Linked DNA regions of Gossypium hirsutum: region 1 is linked to region 2. Evidence: chromatin contacts called from public Hi-C data. All regions are on one chromosome and are shown on one strand. The core of a region is the stretch at or near the end of the contact, and the rest is flanking DNA. Distances in the headings are between cores, read along the strand shown. Region 1 holds the start of LOC121220109 (rho GTPase-activating protein 2). Region 2 holds the start of LOC121220098 (homeobox protein BEL1 homolog).

Evidence for each region. Hi-C and Micro-C count contacts between places; a contact is called where the count stands out from the background.
Region 1: a contact with region 2 is called in a Hi-C map of leaf, with 2.2 times the contacts expected there. The contact joins the promoter of LOC121220109 here to the promoter of LOC121220098 in region 2. A contact is called at or near these places in 3 of 34 Hi-C or Micro-C datasets (hypocotyl and leaf).

What each region holds. Positions count from the first base shown.
Region 1 is chrD08:45,546,308-45,552,671 of Gossypium_hirsutum_v2.1, forward strand. It overlaps LOC121220109 (rho GTPase-activating protein 2), which reads left to right and starts at 2,877. Exons shown (of 4, transcript XM_041099298.1): 1 at 2,877-3,333; 2 at 4,119-4,239; 3 at 4,349-4,699; 4 at 4,804-5,757. The coding sequence starts at 3,005. The coding sequence ends at 5,325.
Region 2 is chrD08:45,224,495-45,230,952 of Gossypium_hirsutum_v2.1, forward strand. LOC121220098 (homeobox protein BEL1 homolog) reads right to left here and starts at 5,074. Exons shown (of 4, transcript XM_041099290.1): 1 at 3,814-5,074; 2 at 3,109-3,491; 3 at 2,808-2,859; 4 at 1,749-2,622. The coding sequence starts at 4,746. The coding sequence ends at 1,969.

The sequences.
Region 1 (6,364 bases), core at 1,627-4,126, 320 kb after region 2:
CTACACTTCAATTTTACCTTGGTCCTTAAAGATTTTTTGTCTACTTAAATTATCAAATTTGTCCAATTTCATCCAAAACGAATATGTTTTCCCATAAAAGCACACCAGGTGTCATGTCCTTACAGGCTGCTATTGTTTTTGTTTTTGGTAAACTAGGATAAAATTAATAATTGAGGTGCCACTAAAGAGTAATCCGAATTTAGGGACCAATTTATGAATAAAACCATAATATGAGGTCATTCCTTCAATCACGGGAGGGAATGAAAGACATAAAAGAAAGGAAGTAAACCTTATTGGAAATATAAAGTATCAAATCAAAGATTGTCCTTTGCCTTTTTATCCCAAGCCCCACTCATTTTTCGTCAACGGCTCTATTTGCCTTTATTTAATTACTTATATATTAATTTTCCAATCAAAAGTAGACAACATTGAAGAGCCAAATGTTGGTTTTTCAGGATTTCTTTGGGAAATGAGTATTGTCATTAGGGGTTTTTTTAATTAATTAATCTAAATTAGTAGTTTTTACCTTTTTAATTCTCATTCCTTAAAAATAAAAATAAATCAACTCTTGATTTTTCCCCAACATTAATATTTTATTAAAAATTTAAAGACAAAAACTTAATTTAGAAAAAACACAAACATCCTGTATTTTAATTTGGGTATAGATTAATATTTGTATTTTAAAAATACCATCCTATTATTAGTGGTTTCAAATAAAAAGATATTAGCACTCTTTTTTTTTTAAAATTTTATAAGTGATTTTATGCCATATACATAAACTTTGATCCAATGTGTAATATCACACGTGAACTTTAATTTTGTGCAATTTTATACTTTAAATTTTGATTCAATTTTCACAAATCATTTACAATATTATCGAATTAGCACCATTTTACATTGATATATTACATAATTAAAGAATTATATTATTCCAATGTGAAAATAAATGTATGTATTTATTTTTTAAAACGTGTACAATTGAATTAAAATTAAAATTTTATGTATACATATAAAAATCAATTCAAATCAAAATTCATGTATCAAATACACGTCGTACCAAATCTCATATATAAATTTGACATCTATCCTGATTTTAATTATAATTGATTAGTAAATCAATTATAAATAATAAACACCAGGGAATGGCCTTGAGCCTTAGATTATTGGTATAATGCCATTTTTAGTCCTTTTACTTATAAAATATTAAATTTAAGTCTTAAAAAAAAGTTTACCTTTGGCTCCCCAAACTAATAAAATTTTATTTTAACTTCAATAACAAATTCCTAGCTTTGTCCACGATAAACACCAAATCATACACTTACTAATTATCAATGGTGAAAAAAACTCTGTTGAGTGTATATAATTTCTTTTAAATGGAATAATAATTTTTAAAAATTAGTAATTTAAATGGTCATTGAACTTTTTAAAAGTTTTCATTTAAGTTACTAAACTATTAAAAGCATTATTATATGGCCTTCTCTGTTCATACCACTTGCACCAATTGAAAGCTTCCATTCCCTTTCTTTTCTACAGTTTAGTTTTTTTTTTCATAAAACAACTTTGAATGTCATGAATCTATGAACCAAAATCCAAACAAACTTCTTCTCTGATCTTCAGCATTGATCGTCATATCGACTTGGATCTAAGATATATTCTTCTACTTGTCAATGGGTATTGATCGACCGTACTAATTATTACTAGGAGCTCGCTAGCCGAACTTTAAAATAATACTTAACAATCTGTGACTTAAATAAAAATTTTCATATAATTTTGTGGCTTAAATGAGAATTTTTGAATGATTCAATGATCATTTTATAACTTTTAAAAATTGAATCACCAAAACGTAAAATTACTAATAGTTTATTATTTAAGTGTTGTTTACCTTTTAGATTATACTTATATCAATTTTATGATTATTATTAATGATTTATATTATGTTTTAAATAAGTAAAGACAAATAAATAAAAAATATTATTGAATTAAAATTTTCAAAATTTTAATATATTTTTTAACATTTCAACTGTATTTGTCTATTATATTACATTTTTTTCATGAAACTAAATCAATTTTAATTTAACATGAATTTATATGTGAATTTTTATTTTGAGTAATTTTTTATATGTAATTTTGAATTAATTCAATTTTCATAAATAATGATATATTTAATAATATAACCAAAAGTAATTAAACTTTTCGAATCAAACTAAGGGATAAAAAAGATTAGGTCAAATTCTATTATTAATCCTATACTCTCGATTTAGTTTTTGCATTTTAATTTTGTCAATTTTAATATATATATATATAAATTTGGTCAAATTTAGTCCCTATACTTTTTAGATTTTGAAATTATAATATCAATCCAAACGATAACAGGTAAATTTTATAAATAGTCTTGTATTATACATAAAGTTATAGATTTAATTCATGTTCTCCAATTGGACCGATTTTATTTTCTATGCTTTTCAACTTTCAAAATTTTAGATTGACGCAGACTACAATTGTTAAGTCCATTAATAAAATGTGAAAATAACAAGTTGACATAATAATAATATATTAGCAATACCAAACTTAGAAAATAGAAGAACTTAATGAATTTAACAATTACCATTTAGTCAAGACTGAAATTTTAAAAGTCAAAAGTATATTATTAAAAATGACTAAATTAAAGTGCAGAGACTAAATCTACAGCCTACATATAATAGAGGGACTAAAAGCGAAATTTAACCAGAAAAGTCCGTATAATTGTGCGTTTTGGGTACGTGGCATTCTCGAAATATTAGGACAACCACAAGGCCAAATGCTAATGTTTACTGTAGATAAAGTAAAAAAGATAAAATTTGAAAAACAAGTGGCCGTTAGTAATAAATAAATAAATAAATAAATAAAACCTTTTTCACTCGCAAACTCTCTTGTACTTAAATGCAACACAACAAATAACTCGTTACGAAATTTAAAACCTCGTGATTCTTAAGAGGGAGAGAGAAATCCAAAGCCGATTGAGATAATGACTGCTCCAGTAATGGTGACCAAAGGAGGTGGCTGCGGTGGTGGTGGCAGTGGTAAGAAGCGACGAGCTAAGAACTCCGAGGAAGAGCAGCAGCAGAACCAGATTTCCGTTGCGGCGTTGCTTTTAGCCGTTTTAAGGAAATCCATGGTGTCCTGTCGTGTTGATGGAGAAGATGAAGCGATGCATTCCGCCGTTAATAACATGGAAATCGGGTGGCCAACCAACGTACGACACGTAAGCCATGTTACCTTTGATCGCTTCAATGGGTTCTTGGGTCTTCCCCTTGAATTCCAAGTTGAGGTACCGGGTCGGGTTCCATCTGCTAGGTAATTTCTCCTTGTTGTTTCTTCTTCTTTTTTAAATATATTTCAAGTGTTTATTTTTTTAAAATACAAATATGAAGCGCTAGAGTGAATATTTTATGCTCAAAATTTTAAATTGAATTGTCAATTTTTTGGAGGACTAGAAATGCAATTTACCATATTATTTTTTATGAAAATTTTCTTTCTCCTTTTTAGTAACTAGAAACTTAAAAAAGGAATCACCAGAAAGATATGCAAATTTTTAATTAAACTATAATTTCTAGTTAGACCTTTTGCCTTAATTATATTTAACTGTTATATATTTATATATAATTTTTATAAAATAATAATCTCTATTTTATGTATTGATATCTTTTGATTTAATGTTGTAGTCATTTTTAAAAAAATATCTACCAATATTTATTGTGAAAAAATTTTGGATTTTCAAAGAAATTTTGTTTGATAATTATCTGAAATCAAATTTAGGTTAAATTATCGTTTTGATCCCTTAGCATAATTAGGGCCGTTAATTATTTCTGTTAATATACTAACATGAATTTTTCTTTTTTAACACAAAAAATACATTTCAGACAAAAGAGGTGCTTTAAAAAAAAATTCAAAATTTTAACCAAATTTGAACTATCTAATGGGATTATAAAAAGTGGATTAAATTATGACAAATTAAAGTACCGGGACTAAATCCCAAATCTGAGTATTGTAGAAGGACCAACCAGAATATCCTCTTTTATCACTTTTCTCTATATTTTACCCACGTAGTCCTTAATTGCAGATATATTTTTTCCTTGCAGTGCGAGTGTGTTTGGGGTCTCAGCGGAATCAATGCAATGCTCATTGGATCCAAAAGGGAACAGCGTCCCCACTATACTGTTGCTGATGCAGGAGCGGCTTTATTCACAAGGAGGGCTTCAGGTTTTCATTATTTTCATTTTCGTCCCAACTTTAGTACTTAGTATTACATCTATATGCAATTACCCTGGTTATATGATGTTATTGCTGTTCAATTTGTTCTTGTTTTCAGGCAGAAGGGATTTTCAGGATAAATCCTGAGAACAGCCAAGAGGAGCTTGTAAGAGATCAGTTGAACCGTGGCATTGTGCCAGATAATATCGATGTTCATTGCCTTGCAGGCCTTATCAAAGCCTGGTTCAGGGAGCTTCCTGCAGGTGTGTTGGATGGACTTTCCCCAGAACAGGTTCTTCACTGCGATAACGAAGAGGAGTGCGTTGAGCTCGTGAAGCAACTGAAGCCAACGGAAGCCGGATTGCTCAATTGGGCAGTCGACCTTATGGCAGATGTCGTGGAAGAGGAGGAAACGAACAAGATGAATGCAAGGAATATTGCTATGGTTTTTGCACCAAATATGACTCAGGTATATATATATTTGGGACGTTGTTGGATTAAAGATTGTAATTAAAAACTGTTTTTGTAAAAATAAAGCATTTGATGTTTGATTGTTTTTCTCTCTTGGAACAGATGTCCGATCCGTTGACGGCTCTGATGCATGCTGTTCAAGTAATGAACTTGCTCAAGACCTTGATCATGAAAATGCTACGAGAACGAGAAGAGACCGCGAGTTCATCTCGTTCATTCGATCATCACACAGACGAGGAGTTCGATTGTCATAGTTTAGATGAGATGGATATGAGCTGCGAAGGGCCTATATCTGATTACGATAATTCCCTTTACGGTAACTATAACGGAGATGACGAGGAAGACGGAGTAGAGGCATTCGGTGAAATAGAGGAATGCTTCTTGAGGCAACCGGATGATGAGAATAACAAGGACGCCACCTATAGTTTTCTGGAGAAACCATCTGATGAACCACATACAAGTACTCCTCCAGGAAGTTGGACGGGCTGCAATCTCGAGTCCAGCATTTCATTTACCGATAGCAAGAACGAGAATTCGGGCTCAACTACAAGTGATGGCGAGGACAATGATGGTGTGGATGTGATGGACAAACTAGTCGAGTCTACAACACTCAACGTTATTTAGAACAATACCGACATCCTTTCGATCACAGTTGCTTTGGTAAATCGATAAAGTTGGGTTTTGGTTGAAATTCAGGTAGGGGAAGTATTGGTTTTGATTGTTTGTTTGAATCATTGGTTCAGCAAGGGCTGAACTTTGTGGTGTGTTAGTGTTGTTTTCGGCATGTCCCGGAATTCTAACATCGACTGGATTAAGATTGGATAAAATCGGGTCCGATGTTAATGTACTTGTATAATACATCTAGGCAGATGTGCAAAATTAGGGAGTTAGAGGGAAAGGTGTAATGTTTTAGATATGGTTGATTTGTAGTGAATAGGGGTCCATCTAAAGTCATTTAGATTTGGTTGTGCACTAGCTAATTTCAGTATGTAAGTGTCTTATAATCTCCTTTCTAGCAATATATGATAATATATGTTGTTGGGCTTTTTTTTTTAATTTTTATTTTAAATATTTATATTAGGATATCTTTGTTTAAAATTATGTGATATACTTCTTAGTCTAATGACAATATAAAACCAATCAAAAATAGAATTGAAGGAACTTTTATATATATATATATCAATATTTCATTCAAAACTAATGAAATTTTAACGTTTAAACCTCAGACTTTTACTAAACATCGTAGCCAATCGCATTCTCTCTCTCTCTTTTTTTTTGTTAATTTAAATATTTTTATGTTAAATTTATGTTGGGGGAGAATGTTGGAAGCAAATTAAATTAGTTAATATTAAATGGATTAATTTAGTTTGTGTATCATTAAAAATAATAAAATAAGATCAAATTTCAACAGAATTAATATTTATTATTTACTGTTTATCGGAGTCAATATTTTGAAGTTTTTTTATGGTTTTATAAATAAACTCTTTTGTTTGGAGTTGAATTGCAGATAATAAATAAATTTGATGCCATTTTTTACACCATAAATGTTAACTTTGTTACATATTAGTCTTATTTTATTCTTGGGTAAATTACTCAGTTAGTCACCTTAAAATAGTATCGTTCTTATTTTGGTCACTCTAAAATTACTATTTATCAATTTAAT
Region 2 (6,458 bases), core at 3,824-6,323:
ATGCCATTGCCGAATTGGGCTTCGTTCTCCCTTATTTGGACGAGTTGATGACCTAAATGCTTGCTAGACTTGTTCATCAATTGCACCAACTTCAATTAGATCAAATTAATTTCTTCATGACCCATTTTTCATTTCCTTTGCCATCCATATAGAGTGAATTTGGCTCATTTTCATGTAACTTTAATAAATAAGCTATACATAAGTCCTATTTTTTTTGCTTCAGTCAAACTATTCTGTTTAAAAGCAACAGAATAGTAGTTCCAGTTAAATAATACAACTGTCACAAAAGTTATTATAACATGAAAACTAGACAATCCGATTACCAATCTAACATTCACCACCACGCCTTGAACATAACCTTGCGATTAATACTTGTTGTCACTAATATTTCTGCCATTTCATTGCCATGCTGCTCTGCTTTTGAAAATGCTACCTCACCCACACAGGCTAGTCTCATTTCCATATCTACGAATGTAGTTTGTTGCGACCAAGGTCTCCTGTCTTTGTTCAATAACCAGTTATACGCCACCAGTGACCTGATTTCAACAACAATCAAACCAGATCCCTTCCACTCTATCTCAATTATTACATCTAACGCTGCAATTATGCATAAGTCCTCGGTCCAATTGCAACAATGAAATCAAAATTAATATGTAGCATAAAATAATTAATTTATGCATGGATTTAATGCAAAATAGCACAAAATTACATTCTTAATTAAATCATGCCCATAATCTTAATATGAACAAAATTTACCCAATTAATTATTAAATACTTGAAATTAATATTACATTTTAAGTAAAAAGACGCCATAAATTACTAAAAAAAAACCTATATGATTTAAAGTTTATAGCCTTAAAAAAATCATGCATTTTATTTTATTTTTTTCACAATTTAGAAGAATGATTAAAACATAATATATTAAGAATGTACAAGTATTATAAGGAAGCATATATTTATGCTATTGCAGTCTTTAACTCATTATTAATTCATTAATGCATGCAATAACTGTAATGGTTGATTTAACTGCATGTTTCTAGTTTTTGTTAGGTTAAACTCCCATGCTTTTAGTAGATTAATAATTTGCCTATTTTGTTAAAGTCAAATTCCATGCAAGATTGAAAAGCCTACTTCTTATTAGGGCACAATCTTCCTGCAATAACTTCTTCCTTTAATACAAACTGTTTTTAGATATCTAGCTATGAATTATAGACCACAGCTAAAAATAGAGTGTGGAATTGGGGTTTATTTGCTGTGTAGCAACTAGGTGATTTGCAATAATTTATTGTTGGGAAATGGAAATTCATTAGGGGTTTTCCTTTTCAAATCAACCCTTTTTGTGTAAAAAAAGAAGAAGAAGAAGAAAAAAAACCTAATGAATTTTTATAAAAAGAAGCTAGTAAAGGTAGCTTTCCATCAGTAGCATAAAACCATAAAAGCATGTTGGTAGTTTACATGAAATATCAGTTCCTTGAAGATGAATTAGGGACCACAACAATTGAAACCACCACAAATATCCTGTAATTCTTATGTGGGGGGAGTTGTCTTGATCTAAAAAGCTAAGGTCCCTCAAACCAAATTGTGTAGCTAAATTAATTTTTCTTTATATAAAAGGCGAAAAAACGAAAATAAAAAATATCTAGTTGGGCCCCAAAAGAAAATGTTGAAAAGTTGAATTGAAACACTTAGGCAGATAGAGAAAGAGACTAACAAAGTGATGTAATAGGTTAAAGATTTAGCAAAACAGATTCAACCCAAAGAGGAAACAAATATCTGTATAACCTAGCATCAATAGCTGGTAATAATTCCAAGTTAGCCTTGTAGTAAATAGACATGCTCTTCCAATTCAAAAGAGCTAGCTACCAGCCATTAAATTAATGTAGCTATATATATGTATTCAGTATTTACCATTGTTGCCTAAACTACTTATCTACCATTTCCATTCTTTCTTTTTTCTCTAATACCTAGCTATCCAGTGAAATCATGAAGCAACTGTGCACCAATCAAGCTCCTGTAAGGCAAATGCTGTGCTTCACCATCAAGAAGTGAGTACTGTACTGGTTGACAATCTTCAATGTGGTCCCTAGGGTAAAAAATTGAACTTTGTGCTGCAGGCGAGAAGGCTAAGCTCACCCCAGTCCCACCATGTTGTTGCAACCCTAACGTCAATGATACACTTCCTCCGCCATTGAAACAACTTTGGTTAGCATTGTAATCACTTCCATTATAAGATGCTCCACCCGATGTGTGATGATGACTGTAGGAAGAGAAGTCCAACTCCATTATACCAGAGGTTTCAAAACTTTGTTTCTGATAATGATGTTGATGCAAGTGCTGGTTTTGAAGGGTTTTGGCACTTTTTGCATCATTTTTTTCTGGGTCATTACTGACAATTGAAGATAGACATTCTGAATCAATTCGAACGAGCTGGTCCGGTGTGGGTTTCTGATCGGTGAGAAGAATATTTGGATTAGGCCGGCCAATATTATCATCACCATCGATAGTAGTAACTGCATCTGAGGAGGCCATATTGTTTTCGTGCTCCTCCGTTTCTTCCATGTAAATTTCTTCCACCATTGGTTTCCATAGCCTTACCCTCGCATTAATGAACCAATTGGATACCTATTGAAAACATGAATTGAAACTATAATATTATGAATGATCAACTATAGTATTATGATATCTTGATATGATACAAATAAAATAATTGCATATGATAATAATAAATATTTAAGATCCCAACAAGACATGCTCCATTGATAACATAGATTAATTCATGGGGAGTTTAAGAAAATAAAATAACATGCCTGGCTTCTTGAGAGACCAGTTTGGCGGGCTAAGATATGTTTATCAACATCACTGGGATACCTTCAATTAATGGAAATTCGTAGTTAGTATTGAAACTTGGCACCAGCCATGGATGGTAAGGGAAAGATGGGCCCTATACATAAATATATCTTAACGGAATCAAATCTACGTTAATTAAAATAAGAGAGAGAAGTTGACCCAATCAAATATATAGGAAAAGGAAGCTATTGATGGAAATAAGATGACAAAAATAAAATGATTGAGTCTTGTAGTATGAAGGAGAGAAATAGAGATATTTACGGGTGAAGAAAATGCTCAAACAACCAAGCTCGAAGAACAGAAACAGATCTCTCAGGTAGGCCTCTTTTGGGTCTCCATGGCTGATTCTCCATCATGTTCATCTGTTGAAAACACCTTTGTTTCCTCAAAGCTTTATCTATGATCTTCAGCCTTGGTGTTTCGCCTCTCCTTGTGCCAGGTGCAACCGGGTCTTTTTCTCCGATGGCCTTCCTTGTAGCTTGAATCCCACCAACAATCCTATCCCTTAAGCATCTAAAATGTCTTGACATGGCCTTGGAGGCTAAATCTGAATATACTGACGCAGCCCCGCTGCCAGCCACTGCTTCGAAGGAAGACACCACTGCTTTCATTTGATGACTATAGTGTCTGTATCTTCTATCCACCTAAAGATACATGAGAAGAGAGGAAGGGATACAGGAGTGAAAAATAAGCATGGGGATACATACAAAACAAAGGCATGGTAAAAGAAAAAGGATTTGAGGTTCCTGAAAGTAAATGAAAAGCAAGAATTGTCACGGTGTCGGCATTTATGGGAAGGACCCAAGTCAATAAATTAGTTCAAGAAACCAAATATGGAGATCCCCATTTCAATCAACACCCAGTAAAATAAAATTTCATGACTTTTTTATTTAAAAAAAAAAGTTTTGGAAAAAAAGTAATGATCTTTGAGGATAAAAAGTTGAAAGTGAAATACACATGTAACACCTCTTCCAGCATTGAAAGCAGCTTGGTTTTTCTTTTCTGCAACTCCATGAAGTTAAGGGAATAAAGGGGTTGCTTCCATGAAGAACTGGCTCCATTGTCATCATCACACTGTTTGGTCTTATGGATCTGTTTTTCCTTTGATGCATCAACTTGCGTTGTGCCGAGGCTGCAAAACTCATTCAAAAGTTCCTGAGTTGGGACCAAGAACTTTGAACTCCCCACTTGGAACTGCCCCTGATGATGTAAATTCGCAGCTTCTTCCAGAAATTCGCTTTGGATGGCTTGTTGTTGTTGCTGTTGGATATTTGCAGCCTTTTCGAAGAAACCATCTCTAGAATTTGAACCAATAAACCTCATATCATGTTGCTGATCATGATTGCTGTGACTGGTGGTTTGTCTGAGTTCGAAAGACTGTAGGCCGATAGTCGAAGGATTATTTGATGAAAGAGAGAGTGAAAGACTCTGACTTGGCCTCTCGTTTCCTTCACAAGGAAAAACACATCTATAAGAAGAATCATCAACAAGCAACCTGTTCTCTTGCCAAGGACCTGTCTCCGCTCCCACTATTAGATTCCCAGTACTAGTCTCAGTTTCAGATATCCCAGCTGTGAACTCAGGTTTGTTGAATTCATGTTGATAGAAATCGCTTTTTGACTCATTGATTGTATTGGATGAAGGATCAGGGTTGCTTCCATGTTTGTTCAAGGACCCTTTCCACACCGCCGTGTAACTGTCACCTTGTTGCGGTAGATTCTTTGAAAACCCTATCATCTCCATGCCTGTTGCCAAGTTGAAGATATCTGGGTCTGGGTTGGATTCAAAGCCTTGGATCTGACTCACCGGATGGGAGCTACCAGATGAAACATCTGAGTAACAAAACCCAGTTGATGAGACAATATTCCTTGGTTTATCTTCACAGAGCTCTCTAACCATGTAACCCAAAGTTTTTTTTTTCTTCTTTTGATCTTCCTTTCTTTTATGCTTCTCTTGCCCACTTGCTTCTAAGATACTGATAAAAAAGTTTATGCTGATTCTGCAATTACAATTCCATCAAGATTCAATCCACGAAGGATTAAAACAAAGATGGACTTTTGTTAACGAAGTTTCTAATAGCAGATCAGATATAGAGGTGGGATGCTGACCCTTGTATGTAGCCGTGATCATAGTTTCTCATATATGCCTCTTTCTCTCTCCTTTTTCCATGTATGGTTGCCTTTTCTTCTCTATATCCACTCTAGCTCAAAGGGGTCAATGCATTAACGATGTGAAAAAAGCCAAAATAGGTATCCTACCCTAGTAAAAAAAAATCCTCCATCGATCCACCTCAATTATTTCACAAAGAACAATAAAATAAACTTAGAATCAAGGAATAAAATAATGAACTAGTAAAATGTTTGATATTAGAGTAAAATAATATTGATTAAAAAGATAATATTCTGCTTTCCAAATTACTAAAGCAGGTGCACATAAAAGTAATCCCTAGTATTTCGCTATCAAAACTACCAGCCGCCACATTTAATTTTTCTTAAATAATTTTTAATTTTTTAAGCTTAATTAATGATTTAGTCCTCTATATTTTTTTTTACCATTTTGTCCCTAAAGTATCATTCCCATAAAATTTTAGTCCAGTTATTTAACAAACCTTAAAAAAAAAGTGTTACTTTCGGAAAATTAATTTGGCCAATGAAAACATGTTCTTTTTTACAAAATATATAAATTTAAAAATAGAAAAATAAGATATGTAATGTAAAAACATACGTAAAAATTATAGAATATAAAAATATAAAAATTCAAAAATATAGCTTTAACTTTGTTGGTATCGTTATAATTGTAGCAACAAAGAATACATGAGTTTGTGCACAGTTAAGTGCATTTTCCCTCCAAATTAAGGGTTGAGAAAGGTTATGAGTAGAAGTAAGAATTGCATTAAAAAAATATAAAAATTTATGTAAAAGAAATATACAAAAATCCATAAAATATAAAATAACCTAAAAATATATAACAATTTAAAAAAAATCAATTATATGTAATTTTTAACAAAAAATTTAAAATATAAAAATCCATAAAAATATATTTTAAGTCTAATATAAAATTTTAAAATATAAAAAAGCAAAGAAATATATAAAAATCCAAAAATATAACTTTAGCTTTGTTGGGACATTTGTTATTGCAACAATACAAAGGACACGATTTTTAGTGTATTTAAACACATTTTTCTTACAATTTAAGGGTTGGAAGGATTATGCATAGAAACAGGAATTGTATTAAAAATAAAAAAATATATAAAAGGAAAATATAAAAAATCCCAAAATATATGACAATTAAAAAAAATATCAAATATATTATTTTTAACAAATTATAAAAATAAAAAATATATAAAAATCCATAAAAATATATTTAAAAACTAATATATATTTTAAAAGTTATAGAAAGTGATCAGAATATATAAAATCTAAAAATATAACTTTAGCTTTGTTGGTACGGTTGTTATTGTAACAACGAGGTGGACGTGAATTCAAGCACAGTTAAGTATTTTTTTTCTTCCAATTTAAGGGTTGAAAAAAATTTATGAGTAAAAGTAAGCATTGTATCAATATATTTTTCAGAATTTATAAAAAATGAAAGAACGTTCATCCGAACCACAA